3 separate regions of the Mus musculus genome follow, and all the other regions are linked to region 3. Evidence: chromatin contacts called from public promoter capture Hi-C data. All regions are on one chromosome and are shown on one strand. The core of a region is the stretch at or near the end of the contact, and the rest is flanking DNA. Distances in the headings are between cores, read along the strand shown.

Evidence for each region. Promoter capture Hi-C pulls out the DNA fragments that hold promoters and counts their contacts.
Region 1: a promoter capture Hi-C map of hippocampal neurons shows a contact between it and region 3, with 3 times the contacts expected there. The contact joins the promoter of Rwdd2b here to the promoter of 4930590A17Rik in region 3. A contact is called at or near these places in 2 of 39 promoter capture datasets (the 3T3-L1 cell line and hippocampal neurons).
Region 2: a contact with region 3 is called in a promoter capture Hi-C map of 3T3-L1-derived adipocytes, with 4 times the contacts expected there. The contact joins the promoter of Map3k7cl here to the promoter of 4930590A17Rik in region 3. A contact is called at or near these places in 14 of 39 promoter capture datasets (the 3T3-L1 cell line, 3T3-L1-derived adipocytes, HPC-7-derived erythroid cells and 9 more) and 1 of 9 other capture datasets (adipose tissue).

Annotation. Positions count from the first base shown.
Region 1 is chr16:87,438,859-87,442,737 of GRCm38.p6, reverse strand. It overlaps Rwdd2b (RWD domain containing 2B), which reads left to right and starts at 2,146. Exons shown (of 5, transcript NM_016924.2): 1 at 2,146-2,301.
Region 2 is chr16:87,551,083-87,555,006 of GRCm38.p6, reverse strand. It overlaps Map3k7cl (Map3k7 C-terminal like), which reads right to left and starts at 1,677. Exons shown (of 5, transcript NM_144854.2): 1 at 1,412-1,677.
Region 3 is chr16:87,907,751-87,911,793 of GRCm38.p6, reverse strand. It overlaps 4930590A17Rik (RIKEN cDNA 4930590A17 gene), which reads right to left and starts at 2,523. Exons shown (of 6, transcript NR_155304.1): 1 at 2,433-2,523; 2 at 1,003-1,087. All of the region lies in intron 15 of Grik1 (glutamate receptor, ionotropic, kainate 1), which reads left to right.

The DNA of each region.
Region 1 (3,879 bases), core at 897-3,396, 470 kb after region 3:
TGCCAATCCTGAAGAAACAGACATAATCATAAACAGGAATGAGCCTAGTTTTTCTTTACTCTTTGTATGTAAGATAACTTTTAAGCTTAAGATAGAGGCAGGGTGCTTCACCCTATTGTTTCAAAACAGCAACGTTTTGGCCACAGGGAACCTGCTGTGCTTTGCAGGAAGGGAAATGGCAGTTCCTACTGGAGAGCAGTTGCAGCTTTTCAGGACATCCAGACGTGGCCGAGTGTGGCTGGAGTATGTTGGGGAGTGTGCCAAGGCACGCTCCTCTCTTCACATCTGCTTTAAAGCTTTCATTTAAAAAGCTGGAGGGAAAAGTCCTTATGTAATTGAATTGGCAAAAACACAAAACATCCACGATGGGGCTAGAGAGCTGCTATAAAATATTGTCTTTATGGGTTTTTTTTTTCTTCCAGTTCTGAAAGGTTGTGTGTACTACTATCAATGAATAAGTGTTTATAAATCATTTCTAAAATGATTTAAAGAAATGAAAAAAGAGTGTATTGTATATGGTTGGATAAGGAAAAGAGAGTGGATTGTATATGGTTGGATAAGGCAGTACTTTCATGCTGGAGCCCCTTTCTCTGTCCTTTTATTAACAGGGATAAACTGACAGCTCTTCCCAGCGTGGTTACCAGCCAAGACCACTTAAAGCCAGGGTGGTTAACATTAGTTACCTGCTCACGATTTTAGTGTCTTACTGCTCTCTGGTTTAGAGACAAGAAGTGCCACAAGAGGGAAGGTTCTAGAAACCCAGGATTTGGAATTATCTCCACCACTGTCTAATCCATATCTGCCCACATTCTCAGTTAACAATGGCTCCAGTGGACCTATGTTGGCTCCACTCAACACAGCCTGCAAGGCTCCTGAAGAAGGGACAACAGCAAGCTTCACATTAATTTGATGATTAACAAACCTGCTGAAAGAAATATCAGATGCATCTCCTAGCAAATAACATAAAACTTGTGTTTAGAACCAACAAGGAATTCAAATAGTTTTCTCTCCCACCTCGTTAAGGCTTGACGCTGCCCTCCAGTTTAAACCTGTTTACACAAATGGCAAAGCCCTCTTTCCCAGTAATTTGATCACCTAGAGTAGTGTAACCCTTCTCTCCTCAAAACAGTGACCCTTTTCCCTAACGCTTTCCTTCTCTTTTTTTTCCCGGTGTAATCCTAGCTATCCTGGAATTCACTCTGTAGACCAGGCTGGATGGCCTCAAACTCAGAGTTGTGCCTGAGTCTGCCTCTGCCTCCCTCACGTTGGGATTAAAAAGTGTGCACCACCGCCCCCTCCTTCATGTTCTATGTACCAATTATTTTCAGACTAGCTAAACTGAATTAAGACTTCCAGGTATGGCACCAACTAGTGGGGAAAGGCAGTCACCACCTGAGCTAAAATAAAAGCCAAATGCATTGGTAGGCGGTGGAGACAGAGGCAGAGGCCAGCCTGACCGACAGGGAGAGTTCCAGGATAGCCAAGGCTACACGTGGAAACACTGCCTCATAAAAAAAATCCAACCAGCCAACCACCAACAAAACCAAATGCATTTCCTATCTGTGTCCACGTTTTCCTGAGAGCGCCCACTTGATCAACTAAAGTTTGCCTTGTCCCCGGGGGCGTCAGTTGGAGTGGTGGCCTGTTTGAGACCCCGAGCTTTTCTCTAGCACTTACTTAGGAAAGTGTTGTTAGGTAGGAATAAGAGATTAAGACCATACTTAATCTCTCAGAGTTTTACTTCTAGCCTAGTTAAAATGCAACTACCAAACACTTTCCTAAGCCTGGAATTTCTCTCTCTCTCTCTCTCTCTCTCTCTCTCTCTCTGTAGGGACGGGTCACGTATAGAAAAGAGAATGACAAGACTGTCAGCTATTAAATACTTCTTTTCTAGACGCATTAGGCATTAAAGTCCTGCCACCTGCAGAAGAGGATCTGTTCTTTGTCTGCTGGCTGGCATTCCTTGCCAGTCCTGTATCACCGCCACAGCCCCGGTCCCCAGGAAGACAATGAGTCCGGGATGGTGAAATATTAAGAATAAAAACCAGGACCAGAAAGCAACCGGCGGGGGTCAAAGCACCCCTTCGCTGCTCCAGACGTGAACGCTAAGCAAGAAGAGAGGAGCTTCCTGCTTCCGGGACTTGCGTCCTCACGCGCAGGCGCCGGCCCGCAAAGCGCTCGCTGGCTTCCCGCAAGAAGGGTTCAAAGATCGCGCCGTTCCCTTTCTCTCTCTGGGGTGAGACCTGAGCTGCGAGCGCGTCCGGCCCCGGGGTGTCGCCAGTGCGGGAGCCCCAGCTCTGGGTGAGTGTGGCACTGGATGCCCTTGCTAAGCGGAATGAAGGCCATGTTTCCATGGGGGCTCGAATGGGCGGTCGCTGGAGCAGCACTTCCGCCCATTGGTCAGAACCGTCTTCGGTGTTTCCTGGCTCCGCCCACATTCTGCGCCTGCGTGCGGGGTATCTGCGTTAACTCTTGGGTACCTGAGTTTAGGTTTAGCTCCTTAAATAATCCTATGGGGGCTGTGGCTTCTCTCAGCTCTCCGGAGACAAAGGCATGTGTGTGTGTGTGTGTGTGTGTGTATCTCTGTGCGTGTGTATGTATATGTGTACACACGGAAACATGAATGACCCGCCCCTACCTCAATGAGATTTTCTCTAAAGCTAAGCAAATTTTACTGAAGCCATGTAACTTTAGCAAAGAACTTTCAGTGTACTATGTAGACCAGGCTGACCTCGGACTCACTGAGATAATCCCTACCTCTGCCTCCCAAGTACTGGAATTAAGGACCTGTGCTACTACAGCTGGCAATCCACCCATCTTTTTAAGCATTGATGCCACACGTTTTTGTTTTTGTTCTTCCTAGACAGGATTTCTCCGTGTATCCCTTCCTGGTTGTCCTGGTATACACTCTGTAGACCAGGCTGCCCTTGAACTCAGAGATCCATCTGAGTGCTGGGACTAAAGACATGTGCCACCACTGCCTGACTGGCCACACATTCTTACCCAGTTTTCACATCAGCCATATTCTTCCCAGTTTAGAAATGGGGACTGAATCTTTTGTGTAGAGTCTGAAGGTGTATAAACTAGGACGCAGAAGCCATCTCTCAGTTTTGTTGAATTGACTATCAACTGCTTGCTACATTCCTTTTCTGACTTTTCTCATGTACGTGTGATCAGGTACCAGGCCCTGGCTGTGATCCAAAACTCTGTAAAAAGGTGACAACCGATAATTATAACAATGTTTTGTTGTTTCCTTTACAGTTTTAAGGTAGCCATTCATGAACATTAGTAACAATGTTTCTTTTAGCAGCCAGCAGTGGGAGGCAGCACTTTAATCCCAGCACTTGGGAGGCAGAGGCAGGTGGATTTCTGAGTTCGAGGCCAGCCTGGTCTACAGAATGAGTTCCAGGACAGCCAGGGCTACACAGAGAAACCCTGTCTCCAAAACAAACAAACAAACAAACAAACACCCACAGTGTTTATTTTAACGGCTTTATAATATTTGTTTGTTTACATATATTTCTTAAACTAGTTTCTTCCTTAAGTTCTTTCTTCCCTTCCTATTTTTTTTTTTAAACTTTAGTGTGTAACCCTAGCAGGTATGGAAGACTCAATATAGACCAGACTGGCCTTGCACACACATCTTCCTGCCTCTGTGTCCTGAGTCAATGCCTCAATTAAATCGAGTGCTGGGACTAAAGGCTTGTGCCGCCATGCCTGGCCAGCAGCTGTAGTGTTCTGATGTGAACCATCAAGACTGCCTTGGATGCAGGACGTAGGTAGAGAAGGGCGGAAGCTGTCGATAGAGGATGACCTCTCCATACTTTCACTTTCTTCTGCAGATTCAGCTTTCTAAGCTCGGGCCTTTCAACCGTGAAA
Region 2 (3,924 bases), core at 428-2,927, 360 kb after region 3:
TAGAACCCAAAACAAAACTTGGCCATAGGGCACACAGCTATAATTACCAGCATGTATGGAAGGGAGCAAGATCAGCTGATCCAAGGTAATATTTACTAAATCGTGAGTTCAAAGCCAGCTTGGGCTACATGAAGCCCTCCTTTAAACAAACAAACACCCAAAGGCATCCCATGAGTGTGTGGCTCTATTTATTAAATTATTATTATTTAGTTAATAAACTTAGAGACAATATGTGGAAAACATCCCATATTAACATTTCTATTTTTGGTCATGCCTCTTCTAAACTCTCTCCTTCCTATTCATCTCATGTAGGCAGAAACCCAAAAAAAACCTGCATGATATTTTAAGGAAAATGTCTCCAAAAATGGCAAAATATAAATACTGTCTTTAGCCATCCTTGGCAGGGTCCTGGGAACTGCGGTAGCAGAATATTTTCTCATGGTCAGGTTTTTTTTTTCTCTTTCCCATAGCTTTTCTGTGTCTAAAAATAGTATCCAGAACACTGGGGTTTGTTTTTACAATTACTTGTGTGGGCAAGTTCAGGGCCTACATTTGTATATGTGCATTCAGATGTAGATACATTGTGAACCATCTGAGGTACCATCCTGAAAGAAAACGGGCCTCTATTAGCCATCCAGCAAAGCTTAAAAGCACAGCAAATGTTTATGAGCCACTTAGAATTCTGTTGCGCCCAAGTTACTCCTCACAATAGCTCTGGGCCCTGGACATTCTACACACCATGACAACATAACTTTATGTTACAAAAGGACAGAATCCTGAAATGGCTATGACTTAACACGGGACTTCTTGCTTTTCAAAAAAAAAAAAAACAAAAAAAACAAAACCAACCCTCTGGCACATTTGTGTGTAGTTTCTTCTGCTTGGTATCAGTATTCTCGGAACCACCTGTTTCTGAGGAAAGAGCACAGATGGTCTCAAGTTGAACAAAACAAGCAGAAGCTCCGAGAGTTGTAGCCGAGAGGGAAAGTCTTACTTCTGGGAGACCTATAGTGCGCAGTCTGCCTGAGTGTGACTTCTAGGGATGGGAAGCTCGCGCCTCTTCAGGTGCACACATCCCTTTCCACTTTCCCGCATCAACAAATGAAGCACAGGAGACGGGAATCTGCCTCTTGGGTTTACTAAACCTCTGCTCTGGCTTCCAGCTAGAGGAATGAAATCGATCAACACAGCTAAGGGCAAGACAACAGAAAATATCTGCCTGTCTGTCTTGAAAAGGGTGATGTCCAGATCCGGTAGATTTTGAGTGCCACACAGCATCCACAACTTGCCTTTCCATCGCACCTCCCCGGGGAAAGCAGCTGCTGGGTCCTTCTCCGGCCACTGTAACGGAGCCTCAGTTAAGTTGCCCGTGCTCAGAGCGGTTAGCTGGGTTTCACACCTGCTGCCTTACCTCACTTAGTTGAGAGTCTGCGCTTGTGTAATCCAGGGCCAGCCACTGCCTTGGCCAGTCGTTGAGTTTGTGCAGTCAAGACTCAGCGAGAGAGCAGTCTGCACCTGCTGCATAGCAGCCACCGACACTCTGAGGAGCAGAGACAGCTGCCCAGGCTGCACACTACCTGCTCTGCCCCGGACCCCACTGTCCCATCCCACGGGACCTCCCTGTTCCGCTTCCTCGCATAGCCCCTCTCTCCTTTCCTTGCCACTCCGACAGCCAGGATGTTGTCATGTTTCTAGAAAAAGCAAGAGCAAAAGAAAAACCCTCCTCCTGTCAGAAGCATTGATAAACAGCAAGCTGTAGAGCGTCCAAATGTTTTAATTCATTAGTCCTGGCAAACCTAAAATACAAACAGACTTGCTTCACAAGACAGGAATGTCTTCGTGGTGACCCAATCCGTGTCTGCGTCTATTCCAGCGAACTGGCAAAGATAGCATGACTCTAGTCAGCAAAAATGTCAGCTCAGCTAGACCCAGCCAACTTGGACAGGCCACTGGCTGCCTCTTGGAACGTAGCAGTGATGATCCCATTAAGAAGGTGAGGTTTGAGGTTGAGCTGGTCCTGAGCTTGATGGCTTGATCCGCTCTACCACGGCAGTCGCTCACCAAAGGGGTCAGTGGTCAACCGGGAACATCGGGATCCCTTCGACTTCTCTTCACAGTCGTTAAACTTGGATGCCTTGGGTATTTAAAAATAACTGAACCATGACGTTAAGGTTAAAGAGTTAAACATAAATAACGTTAAGAGAATGCAAAGACAAAGCCACAAACTGAAAGGAGATATTTGCGAAATGCACAGGGGAATCCGAAATATGGGAAGAAAACTTAAAACTGGACAGAGGGGAAACAGTCCAGTCGGGGAGTGAGGAGGAGGAAGGGGGAGAGGTCGAGAGTTCTCAACAGACACTTTTCAGCAAAGGTAAACAGATAGCCAGTAAACCTATGGAAAGATGGTTGGCTTTCATGTCAGTAGAGAGCCACAGACAGAAATAATGGGGCATTGCCTGGCACCCGTTCCCAGGGCTCACATCCCAACACAAGCGATGAAGTACATATGGAGAAGAATGCTAGCTCTCCCTCACTTCTAGTGGGAATACAAAAGGATAAAAGAACCTTAGAATACAATTTGATCATTTCTTACTAAACCAAACATATTTTTATCATGTGATCCATCAATGGCAGGCTGTTCCATGGTCTAGCATCCAGGTTCACATGACAATCCTGGGTGATACACTCAGCCTCAAAGAAGTCAAAGTAGTGCATCATTTATGTGCTGAATGCAAGTCAGTAATTGTGTCTTGCATTTTAAATGCCATCCAAAGGCCTATGCATGGAAGGTTTGCTCTGCTGTCCACAGCATGACTTTGAAGTGATGGAAACTTTGGGGTGAGGGGGGTCCCACTTAGGTGACTGGAGGTATGCCTTTAAAGATATTAGCGTCCAGCCCCCTCCTCTTACTCTCTCTTTGCTCTCTGGATGTATTGATGGGTACAGTTTTCTTACATCACGTGCTCCATGATAAATTGCCTCACCACGGGCCCAAAGGCAATGGGACCAAGTGTAGCCTTTGAAGCCATGAGAGACCAAATTCATCTTTCAGACTTACAAGTTTACTTTCTTAAGTCCTTCGCCAAAACAATGAAAAGGAAGGCAATACCATATCTTTAGGGACTCCCACATCAGGCCCCTAGGCCTGCCTTGAGAGGGGCTGGTGGTGACACTGATGTTGCTACAGTTATCAGTAACTGCTAGCATCTGGAGTTAGGGATGAAAAACAGACCTTTCTTAAAGTGACAGTTCATATTAAATACATGGAACGCATCTCCTTCTGTGATCATGTACCTGACAGAGGCATCATCTCTGTATCCCAGACTCATGTCAGTAATCCTGGGGGCTTCCCAGGACACGGGCTATAACACTCATGGCTGCCCCTTCCAAGATCAAAGATGCCTGAGAGAGAGAGAGAGAGAGAGAGAGAGAGAGGTGTCTGCCAGATGCTACAGTGGAAAAGACTTCAACAAAGGATAATTTGACAACACTGAGTAAAGCATAAATTTTAAAATGTCTCATTTTTCTTACTTAGATAGTCTAAATATGCTCTGTCTGAGCCTGATGCTATAAATTGAAATGTTTCCAACCTTAATATCTACTAACTCTTCTGTCACCTTAGGAATGATGGTGCACGTATGGGCTCGTTACTCAAAACACATTCAAGCAACCAATAGGAAACACAAATGAAGTCAAGTCCCACAACTGAAACCCAAAATAACCCAGATGGCACTTTAGGAATGCAAAAATATATATATAGAAATTCAATCCGGAAAGGATATATGTGCACATGAAAATATTAACACATCAACCGTATGTTTATGAGTGGTACCAATACCCACGTTTTGTTGTTGTTGTTTTATTCTCTTCAGCAATAAGTATTTTCACTGCTTGTGTTAGTCAGCTTTTCATTGCCATAAC
Region 3 (4,043 bases), core at 1,274-3,773:
CTTCTTAAAGCCATCTTTTCTGAGCCTTGCCAAGTTCACATTCATGTCCCTGGATGCATCACCATCATTAATACATTCTAAATGTGCCGTAAAGACGGGCAAGGGGGAGAAAATAAATACCAGAGACAATTTCCATACGCGTTAGTCATGGATCTCTGCAGATTTATTTTCTACCTGCATTCAAAGTGAACAATCCCCAGGCCACCTCAGCTTGGTGACACAGAAAGCCAGTGGCATGCTTGATGTGGTGTGACAGAGAGTGTCTGCTGTTTGCACTGAGTTCATTCCCTCCTGGCAGAGAGGAGGGAAATCGAGCTGCATTTCCTCCCCTTTCAGTATGGAATTTTGGTCTTTGCTCTCTGTCAGATTTCCTCTTGACTTCTCAAGCGATCTCCTAGAATACACTCCAGAGAAGGAGGGTTTTGGCATCTGGACAATCATGCTGCATGACCTTCTAGCTTAGCTTTAAATGGGTTCTAGGATCTTAGTCACAGCTCCTTCCAATCAACTTTATATTTCCTCAGTAAAGCATGATCAGAACAATTGACTCCTACACTGATTGCTTCTCAGCCTTGTTCTTTAAATAAATTAGCCCTTATGAAAATGCCTAAAAATCATATTACTATTTATTTACTCTTATTGAAGTGGGGAAAGGCTGCTGTGTGTCTCTAATCGGAATTCACATTTTCAGGATCAATAGAATCAGATTACCGGGCAGGATAAAGGATACACTAGTCTTAGTTTCATGACTTATTGATTCAGCAGACAGAATCCACAAGGTGCTTAAGTTTATTTCCCAAAATCTATTTAATACATCAAAGTGGCTATAAAATTTTCTGAGTGACTGATGATACAGAAAACTCAAACTGGCAATAACTAGCAAAATTCACTTTCCTGCATAGACCATTCTTAAGTTTGATTCAGAGACGAGTAAAGAAGCAATTTCCTTCCAAAGTTAGCATTAGGAGGGCTTGGGATAGAGCTCATTTGGAGAATGCTTACCTAGCTCACTTGGGGCTTGTGTGGTGCTTCTCAGTCCCAGTTATGCATACAACCATCTATGGTGACACAAGACCATAACCCCAACCTGCAAGAGGTAAAAGCTGGAGAATTAGAAAATGAGGATCAACTACATATTGAGTTTAAGGGAAGCCTGGGTCACAGGACACTTGTCTCAAAAAAAATTTTAGATAAATAAATAAATGACATTTTGGGTTTGTTTTAGACTGTATGCTCTCTAATTCTGACATTTACTTAGTACTTTATAGCTTTCGAAATGTTTATACACACATCACATTTGATCCTTTGTGTGATTTTAATTCAGCTTTACTATCAGAAGTAATGGATATTGGAGTCCAGAACCTTGAGTCATGGAAATACAGTTAATAGAGAATTTTATAAGTTGTCCAAACTCTGCTTCAAGCACAGCCACATGTGACTTCATTGTGTGGAATCGCTGTGTTTCAGTGGCTAAATATTTTCCAGCTTCCGTTTTCAAACATCTAACACTAGAAGGTTACCTAAGAGCACAAGGTTGCTTTGAAGAACTATTTATCAAAATAGGTGCCACTGGCAAGCACTTAATGAGGTTTTCATGGATAAATAACACAGAGGGAACCAAACTCAACATTCCCTCACCATGTGGTAGTTTAGTATATTCAATATGGTATCATGGATGAAAAAATTTCAACCTATTCAGTATCTCTCATGCCCTTAGGTCATAGTGTCTTTTCTATGAAGCAACTGGCAAGACCTCTGTCCCCATATGACACTCTCTAAATCTATCATGAGAACACTGAAATCACATCATGGCATAGAACATAAAACTACTTTAGTCTTTATATTAAATATGGCATCCTATAGAATAATTAAATATTTCTCTCTGGTCACATAAGCAGTCAGAAAATGATCAGCATCTTAAAGAAAATGGGATTAAGAATATAAATAATCAAACACTGTCCAATTTTCCCCGAGCACGTGTTTAAAATGAACAGCCAAGTCACTACACTCAAGGGAAGGGCCTGCATGAGGAAGATATGAGGATTTATAGGAGTAGCTTTGAGCAGTCTCTCCAGACAGTAAACTCTAGTGCGAGGTTAGGGCAAGGCAACTGCAATCATTTGAGACATTCAGTTGTTTCTCGTAGTCAAGTAAAGTTATGACTCAATTATCTAATCAGTAGTTTAAATAAGAAGTTGGATCCCGATTAATCATTGCTTTGTATGAATTGACTCAAACCAAAAATGGAGCTACTAATTCTAAGTGACAGATCATACATACATACATACATACATACACAGGCATATTTGGCATTTGATATATAATGGACCATTTATGTGGAGAATCCAAGAAAAATTGTGTATCTTTAAGACAGAAACTTCATGATATTGATAATCTCAACATTTATTGGTAAAACATAGATCCATCCTTACTCAGAATGATCAAGTAAGTAGGTTGTTGCTGACTTGGGCCTTTGTTGATTTTTTTTTCTACTTCTCCTCTTCTTTTGTCCAACCTTCTAACAACCAGTTCTTGTTGCCATGGCAATAACTGCTGAGACCACATTGACCTCTACCGGGTCCATTTCGTTTCAAGTGAAATCTAGAACAAAAGCCATCAAACGATATTTGCACCATTGGTTCAGAGAATTTAGTGTAAATCACAGTCATCTGGAGGAGGGATCTGCAGCTCGTACACTCACACTCGTGTGTTCACTTGGTGGGCACAGCCAGGAATTGGCAGGTTTCACCAAGCCTGAAAATGAATATTTAAAATTCACTCTCTGCATTGGTTTCCATTAAAGTTAACTTGAATGTATTAATTTTCTCCAAAATCAGGACATACACATGAGTCTTGAACTCTCTTGAATGCTAAGGATTGTTTGATAGTTTTTTTTTTTTAACATAAATTTATTTCACAATAATCCTGAGTACAGCTGCTTTACTTTAAAGCACTTGGCAAACATGGGCTCTTATAAATAAATAAATAAAAATCCTCCCTTGAACATAGCAGTTTTGTTAAGTTAGATGGTAAGCATCAATTTTTATAACACAATTTTTCGGCTTTCAAAATTCCTTCCATAGAAACTGGCGATATGGGCAAGACAGTTCTTTCTTAACCTTTCAAAGCATTTCCATTTACAACAGTAGCAGGCTGTGAGTTATATTTTTAAATTACTACTTAAAGTCAAGCAGAGAGGCAGAATGGCATTAAAAGATTGGACGAAGGCATCAATAATAATAACATTATATTAATTTGTTTCTTCATAAGTCTGTCAGTCACCTAATTCAAAGAAGAAAAATAATAAAGCTTCATATTGTACTTTGCTGTTTTAGACTAAAATTACAAATTGAATTTTAACATTTTTTTTTTCAGTAAAACTACATAAACAATATGAAAATTGGCTGGACTCCTATGATTATAAACTTATTCAAAAAATCATTCTCAAAAATCCTCACTGTATTTGACAAGCATTATGTTATATTGTTTATGAGTCATAATGCAATACTACAGTGAATTCCAATTAATGTACAAGCATGTGGTGTTTATACTACAAGGTCTGTTTGCTAGGAAGCCTGAACACGGAGAAGCAAAGGGAAAGAAAACAATTTTCCTGTACTGCTTTCTGTACACCTAGTTGCTGCAAAAGGCACCATAAATTAATCTCTCGCAGAGAGTAAAGGGCCCCTGCTTCCTGCTGACATTGTAGCTCACCTGTAGGAACTACCTCACTAAGCTTCACCCCTCTGTGGATTGTTATGTCCAGATGCGCAGGAATTAAAATCGTTTCGGCTTTCAAAATTCCTTCCACAGAAACTGGCGATATGGGCAAGAAGGTTCTTTCTTAACTTTTCAAAGCATTTCTAATTACAAGGGTTAGAACGTGCTGGGAAGAGCAAGCCAACCCTGCAGTTGCACCGCCCCATGCTTTCGCACCTTGCCAAACTTGAACTTCACTGACAGAAGGCTGAAACCAACTGATGCCTAAACTACCTAACAGCGGGCCTGGGCCTCACAATGTGTGTGCAGCAAAACTACTAATG